Regions from separate parts of the Canis lupus genome. Here region 2 is linked to region 1. Evidence: chromatin contacts called from public Hi-C data. All regions are on one chromosome and are shown on one strand. Each heading gives the region's core, a stretch centred on a gene start, on an enhancer-like site or on the middle of the called end of the contact. The rest is flanking DNA. Distances are from core to core; before and after follow the strand shown. Region 1 has its middle 22 kb from the start of TRIO. Region 2 has its middle 24 kb from the start of DNAH5.

Region 1 (3,607 bases), core at 554-3,053:
TTGAATGTCCTCTGTCCTAGACTTTTCTTTACACAATAAAAAGTGTAATATAATTACTTGTACTTTGGTGACTTCAAGGTTTGAGGAAGCCTTAAATGGGAAAAGTCCTGCCATTAAGGACCGGTGTAAACATACGGATGATACATGAAAATATCTGTGTGGTACTTTGTGGGGTTGCATTTCCTGAGGGTGCCTTGGGAGAAGGCTATTTCTGGCCCCTTGCCATTGGGCATGTTCCCAGAGCTATTGTCCCGGCCCTCTGTGGCTGGAGGGACACACAGGGGGTGGGGTTTGTATGTGGCAATGGCAATTACTGTGAACTGGCTGGTGCGTCTCTAGGCTGGCAGGTGCCGGGTTGGCCCCTGCAGACACCCGCTCTTGATTTTCAGCTCTGGGATGGTTGGGGGAGGGTGAGGTGGGGGTAGAAAAGAGGTAGCACTAGGAGGTTTTGGATCAGCAGCCTTTTGTCAACCACTGTAAAAATATGTCACTATTTTAATAACACATAAAGCTTCACCAGAGCATGCTTTCCATATATCAGCCCTATATATCAAGACATTTGCCAAGACTCTTCCATGGCTAAATGTCCTAATTTACTACATTCTAGATAGCCAGCTCTGCCCCTTACCTCTCACAGCGCACACCAGCCTACAGCCATGGCCTCAGGGAAACCAGCATTAGCGACATTCTTTCCCCCATGGATCTTAGGCCTGCAAATTAGACCCGTATTATAATGTCCTTCAGGCCTGTCTTTGACTGAAGAACTGTTAAGGTGTGTTAGCCCTAGAATTCCAGCTGTGGTGGTAGAGCAAAGGTCTGTGTGTTAGCTTGGTCTTAACTCAGTTTCCCTGGACTCTTCTTAGGATTTGTTTTTTTCTCTTTTTCTTTCTTTTCCTCCCTCCCTCCCCTCCCTCCCTCCCTCCCTTTTTCTTTCTCTCTCTCTTTCTTTTTCTTTCTTTCTTTCTTTCTTTCTTTTTCTTTATTTCTTTCTTTTCTTTCTTTCTTTTTCTTTCTTTCTTTTCTTTCTTTCTTAACCTTCCCCTCCCCCAGCCCTGAGTGAAATAAAAAGCATCAGGCTGAGCCCATGCAGCGTGAAGTCATTCCCCGGTTCAATGCTGGCGAGCGCTAACTGGACGTCTGTCCGTGCCACCATCTAGGCCTGACCCTTCGCCCCCAGTGGCCCACTTCAGGGACCGGACCACCTGTCGTGCGCCTGTCAGGTGCAGGTTTCTGATGAGCGGCGGAAACTGTTAGGAGAAAGCTGCAGGCGGCTGCGGCTGCTGCGTGGGAGGAGCGTCCAGGCGCGGCTGCCCCCGGTCTCCTGGGCCGAGCGGCCGAGCGCTCGCGGGGCGTCTCCCACCCGCCCAGGCAGTGACAGGGCGCTGGGCCAGGAAAGCGCGCACCCGTTTTTTGTTTTTTTTTTTAACAAGTTTATTTATTTTTTTTTAAGATTTTATTTATTTATTCATAGAGACACAGAGAGAGAGAGAGGCAGAGACACAGGCAGAGGGAGAAGCAGGCTCCATGCCGGGAGCCCAATGTGGGACTCGATCCCTGGTCTCCAGGATCACGCCCTGGGCTGCAGGCGGCGCTAAACCGCTGCGCCACCGGGGCTGCCCCGCACCCGGTTTTAAACAGTTCATATACTTTAATTTTTTGATTTTTATTTTGTAAAGGATTTTGTTTATTTACTCATGAGAGACCCTGAGACAGGCCGAGATCCAGGCAGAGGGAGAGGCAGGCTCCCCGCTGGGAGCCCGACGCGGGACTTGATCCCCGGGCCCGGGGTCACGCCCTGGGCCCAAGGCAGATGCTCACCGGCTGAGCACCGCCCCCCCGGGGGCCCCAAGTCCTGTACTTGGAATCTCCTTCTCTGGGCCTTGCAGCGTGGTGATGGGGGTGGCGATGGATAAAAACAGCCAGACTTTGCGCTTACTCATCCAGCCGGGGACCGCGTGCGTGTGCGGTGGCTGCTGCAGCCCTCCCCGCGCTTTCCTGGTCGCGGCGGGGTGAACGCGACCCTGGGGGGAGGAGCTGCCGGAGCGAGCGCCGCCGTCACGCCTGCCGCGGCCGCCTGCGGCCCACCCCCTCCCGGACAGAGCCCCGGCCCGGCCCCCCCCCCCCCCCCCCCCCCCCCCGGCAGCAAGCTCGCTGCTCCCCCCGCTGCCCCCCGCGCTGCCCCCCGCGCTGCTCCCCCCGCTGCTCCCCCGCTGCTCCCCCCGCTGCTCCCCGCGCTGCTCCCCCGCTGCTCCCCGCGCTGCTCCCCCCGCTGCTCCCCGCGCTGCTCCCCGCGCTGCTCCCCGCGCTGCTCCCCCGCGCCCCGCGCTGCTCCCCGCTGCTCTCCCGCGCTGCTCTCCCCGCTGCTCCCCCCGCTGCTCCCCGCCGTGCTCCCCCCGCTGCTTCCCCCCCGCTGCTCCCCCGCGCTGCCCCCCCGCGCTGCCCCCGCGCTGCTCCCCCCCGCCTGCCTCCCCGCGCTGCCCCCGCGCTGCCCCCCCGCTGCTCCCCGCTCTGCTCCCCCCGGCTGCTCCCCCCGCTGCTCCCCGCCGCTGCTCCCCCGCTGCTCCCCGCGCTGCTCCCCCGCGCCTGCCCCCCGCGCTGCCCCCCGCGCTGCTCCCCCGTGCCTCCCCGCGTGCTACCGCCTTGCTCCCGCTGCCTCCCCCCGCTGCTCCCCCGCTGCTGCTCCCCCGCCTGCCTTCCCCGCGCTGCTCCCCACGGCTCCCCCGCTCCCCCGCTGCTCCCCCCGCTGCTCCCCGCTGCTCCCCGCGCTGCTCCCCCCGCTGCTCCCCGCGCTGCTCCCCCCGCTGCTCCCCGCGCTGCTCCCCCGCTGCTCCCCGCGCTGCTCCCCGCGCTGCTCCCCCCGCTGCTCCCCGCGCTGCTCCCCGCGCTGCTCCCCCCGCTGCTCCCCGCGCTGCTCCCCCCGCTGCTCCCCCCGCTGCTCCCCCCGCTGCTCCCCGCGCTGCTCCCCGGGCTGCTCCCCCCGCTGCTCCCCGCGCTGCTCCCCGGGCTGCTCCCCCCGCTGCTCCCCGCGCTGCTCCCCGCGCTGCTCCCCCCGCTGCTCCCCGCGCTGCTCCCCGCGCTGCTCCCCGCTCCCTCGGCCCGGCAGCCCCCCGCGGGGACAAGGCCTTCTGTGTGCCTCCCCCAGAGCTCCGCCACGGGCCCAGACCGAGCCCCATCAGCAGCGTGAGCCCTTTGTCCCGAACAATGGCCAACTCTGGCTCTCGGAGGACCCGGAGGCAGCTCCTTTCGCAGTGGGCTTTCCTTCCTTGTGGGCTTTCCCAGCTGTCCTTGCCTCCGGTGGTGTCTAACAGATGTCTGCGGCCTTGAAGGGCTTCTGAAAAGCCAGTAGCAACCAGGCCTGGGGCCTCTCCGGGGTCGGCGGAGGCCTCGGCGGGGCGCGCGGAACGGCAGGGCGCGGCCGCAGCCCGGTCCCGGTCCCGGTCCCCCGAGCCGCGGAGCGCCCGCCCGCCCGCCCGAGACGGAGGACGAAGGTGTGGGCCGGTCGGACGGAGGTGAAGATCAAATTCCGAGAATTCTTCCTCTGGAGGCCTCCTGTAAATGTATTCAGGGCTCCTCAAGTATGTGGAATACGAAACTGCGGGGGGTGATG
Region 2 (3,607 bases), core at 341-2,840, 69 kb after region 1:
TCTGTGGCCAGTTAGGATGCTGACAATGCCAGGCTGGGTGGGGAGTGACTGGGAAGGCCTGCCCTGGGCAAGTGGTTTTTGGTGACTGTGTTCTGATTCTAATGTCCTCAAGAGCAATCACAGCTGTGACCACTAGGGAATAGAATGGATGCTCCCCTCTCCTTCATGGTCTAGTCTTTTTTTTTTTTTTTAAGATTTTATTTATTTATTCATGAGAGACAGACACAGAGAGAGAGGCAGAGACACAGGCAGAGGGAGAAGCAGGCTCCCTGTGGGGAGCCCGATGTGGGACTCGATCCCAGGACTCCGGGATCATGCCCTGAGCCAAAAGCAGACGCTCAACCACTGAGCCACCCACACACCCCTAGTCTTAATGTGCTACTCAGTGAGAGAGAGAGCTCTCAAATGGCATCCAAATAGCAGTAGAGTAGAAGGAACATGGTGCCTACAAGGGATTCAGATCTTGTAGGCACATAGTCCATGTGTTCAAGAATTTCCCTTTAAGAATATAAATAATAGTGAAAGGGAATAGAAGGGAAGGGAGAAGAAATGGGTAGGAAATATCAGAAAGGGAGACAGAACATGAAGACTCCTAACTCTGGGAAACGAACTAGGGGTGGTGGAAGGGGAGGAGGGCAGGGGTGGGGGTGAATGGGTGACAGGCACTGAGGGAGGCACTTGACGGGATGAGCACTGGGTGTTATTCTGTATGTTGGCAAATATAACACCAATAAAAATAAATTTATTATTAAAAAAAAGAATTTAAAATAGCCTAGAAAAAAATAGCCTAGAATTCTGCTTAAAAAAAAAAAAAAAGCCTAGAATTCTGCTTTGGAGAGCAAAATGTGTACTGGTTGGTTGTTTTCCCGCAGGGGAGGTGAGGTCATACTCTTCCTTTCAGTTTAAAGAGAGGAAAAAATTAGACGTTAGTGTTGGAAGGCTGTGTTCATTCTCTCCCAGAGTGGTTCATTCCTTTAATGAGTGGTTTTTGAGCACCTGCCAGGTATCCAGTGGGATGAAGATACATTGCCTGTTATCCCACAGATTTATTACAGGGTGACAGATAATTAAAAAAAAAAGTGTTGCCAAGTGTCAGCAAGAAATAATGGGAGTGAAAGTAGAAGATTCAGATTCTACCAGGAAGAGGGGGCAGGGAAGCATCCATGGTTCATTCACTTCTTCTCAGGTCCAGAACCGTGGGCCGGAGTGAGTGGGGACTGGACCCATCTGCTCAGCTCATGCAGCTTGGCACACAGACTCGGGGCAGCTTCTGCCCTAAGGGGTGCTTTTTCCTAATTCCTTTGCCCTAAGAGGCCACCCTATAATTTGCACAAAGCTCTGGATTACCTGGGCTCCTGGCTTTGCATAGCTCGAGGCTTCAGCTTGTACTTTGGGCTTCAATTTTGGACCATCTTTGTTGTTGCTTCGGGAATAGAGATATTTGTAGAAATAGGATTTATTATTGTAAATAATCCTTCTCCGGCAGCTTATTAAAAATGATTCCTCCTTTCTGGCTGGAGTGGGCTAGGTGTGGTGCTGTCTAAGGCGGTGAAGGACACAATGACTCACTGAGCTGCTTTTCCAACTCCTGATTCAATGAGTTAGGTTTTCTTTGAGCCCATGAGTCATTTTCCCTGCTCGGTGACTTGCATGACAGGGTGGTGAGATAACCAAGAACTCAGGGAGCCAACTGGTAGGTTTTATAAAAGCTTGTAAAGAAAAGATGATTTTCAAAGACTAGAGGGAAATCCAGAAGTGTGGAAAACGCAGTCATCTAAGAAAACAGTTCCCGAAACAGGGAAAAACAGCTTCCAACAGTCATGTAATTTGTCACTTTCTCACATCTCACTTTTGTTTAAGAACGAGATCTGACATCACCAGCAGGATTTGCCGGGTCAGAAATGCTGTGGGTGCCTTTGCCCGCAGCTGTAGCCTGTGCGCTCGGCCAGTTGCACCGTACGGGTAACTGTGTTGTTCACTGAGGTTCCAGCCAGCCCCCACCTGCCCCCTTAGCGACTCGGAATTCCTGGCCGGCGCTGTAAGTGTAAGCTGACCTATAGATAGTGCCATTTGCATCTTAGCATCATCAGAAGGTAATGACACATCATGTGAGAAATTACGTGTGCGACAAGAACTTGGGTTGGGCATCTGAGTGTTATTAAATGCGTGTCAGGACAGTGGAGAAAACAGATGTTATCTCTTGTTTCCTTTTCAGCTTTGAGTTGAACAGTGAAAAAGCTGTTGGGTGTCAAAAATGGGAGCGGTGCAATTACCATAGAATGTCAGTCCTCCCTGTGTCGGGCTGTGCTCTCACAGACATTGCCTTCATTGCCTTTTTATCAGCGTTTGGCAACTCTCAAAGGTAGAATTGTTTTATGGGTGACATTCCAGTTAGGTCTATTGCAGAGCTATTTGCCTGAAATACAAACATGCGGGCACCTTTGTGTGGGGGACCGGGGGGCTGTCATGTCAGAGACTGGAGAGATTGTTTATTTGATTAGGACTGTTGATGACCCTGGCCCTGGGCTGTGTGTTTGGCATCATGAAGAGAAGGAAATGACAGAATGAGTCTGTGGTATGCTCTAGTTATCCTTTGCTGTGTACCAAAGTACACAACACACACTGGCTCAAATGGCAGCCCTTTTCATTATGCCTTGTGATTTTGTGGGTGAAGAATTTGGGCAGAGCTCATCTGTGCCCTTGTTCTATGTGGTGGCAATCAGGTGGTCAGTGGGCTGAGCTGGAAGGTCCAAGGCAACTTTACTTATGAGTCTGGTACCTCAGTGGGGACAGCTGGCGGACGGGGCTCAGTTGGGACTGTGGACTGGAGTGCCAAAACGTGACCCTCCAGCATGGTGGCTTGGTGCCCCCAGAGACCCAGGTGCAAATATCAAGCTTCCTGGAGCCTGCCTACTTTTGGAAGTCAAACAGCATCGCTTTCCATGTGTTCCAGTGTCCGGTGCAATTACAGGCCAGCCAGATTCAAGGGAAATAGATACCTGATCTCAATGGAAGGAGGGCCAAAAATATTTGGCCATCTTTAATCCACCACATGGTATAAGAGTCTATTTTTCAGCCAGGCTCTCAGTAATATTTGAAAATTCTTACCCAGATTGGATCCTTCCATAACCGCAAAGCATCTGCTTGAAACATTTTCTACTTCCTTTGCTTAAGTATTTAGCCTAACGCCTCCTGACTAGAAGATGTCTTTATTCCTACTTTCCTGATAAAATGTGAACCCTTAGGCATAAACTAAATGAAGTGGGAAAAAGCGCTTGGCTCAAGAACCCACATTCAAAAATCATTGTTCAGACCCTTAGTTGCATTGTCTGCGGAAAGGAGATAATACCTTTATAATCACTGGGGTGTCACAGATGATATGTGTCTAAAAAAATGCTTTTTACAAACTTGGTAGTATAATTTCAAATGTAGTTGACTTTGTTCTTTTTTTAATATTTTCTTTATTTATTTATTCATAAGAGACACAGAGAGAGAGGCAGAGGGAGAAGCAGGCTCCCTGTAGGGAGCCTGATGCGGGACTTGATCCTAGGACCCGGGATCATGACATGAACCAAAGGCAGATGCTCAACCACTGAGCCACCCAGGC

Evidence for each region. Hi-C and Micro-C count contacts between places; a contact is called where the count stands out from the background.
Region 2: a contact with region 1 is called in a Hi-C map of skin fibroblasts, with 1.8 times the contacts expected there. The contact joins two enhancer-like sites. A contact is called at or near these places in 2 of 9 Hi-C or Micro-C datasets (skin fibroblasts and tumor fibroblasts).

Annotation. Positions count from the first base shown.
Region 1 is chr34:809,153-812,759 of UU_Cfam_GSD_1.0, forward strand. No RefSeq gene overlaps it. Among named protein-coding and RNA genes, the nearest start is that of TRIO, 22 kb to the left of the region's middle. Within about 2 kb of position 1,804, at least 12 of the 20 cell types and tissues checked have an H3K27ac peak or open chromatin away from gene starts, as enhancers often do.
Region 2 is chr34:878,636-882,242 of UU_Cfam_GSD_1.0, forward strand. No RefSeq gene overlaps it. Among named protein-coding and RNA genes, the nearest start is that of DNAH5, 24 kb to the right of the region's middle. Within about 2 kb of position 1,591, at least 2 of the 20 cell types and tissues checked have an H3K27ac peak or open chromatin away from gene starts, as enhancers often do.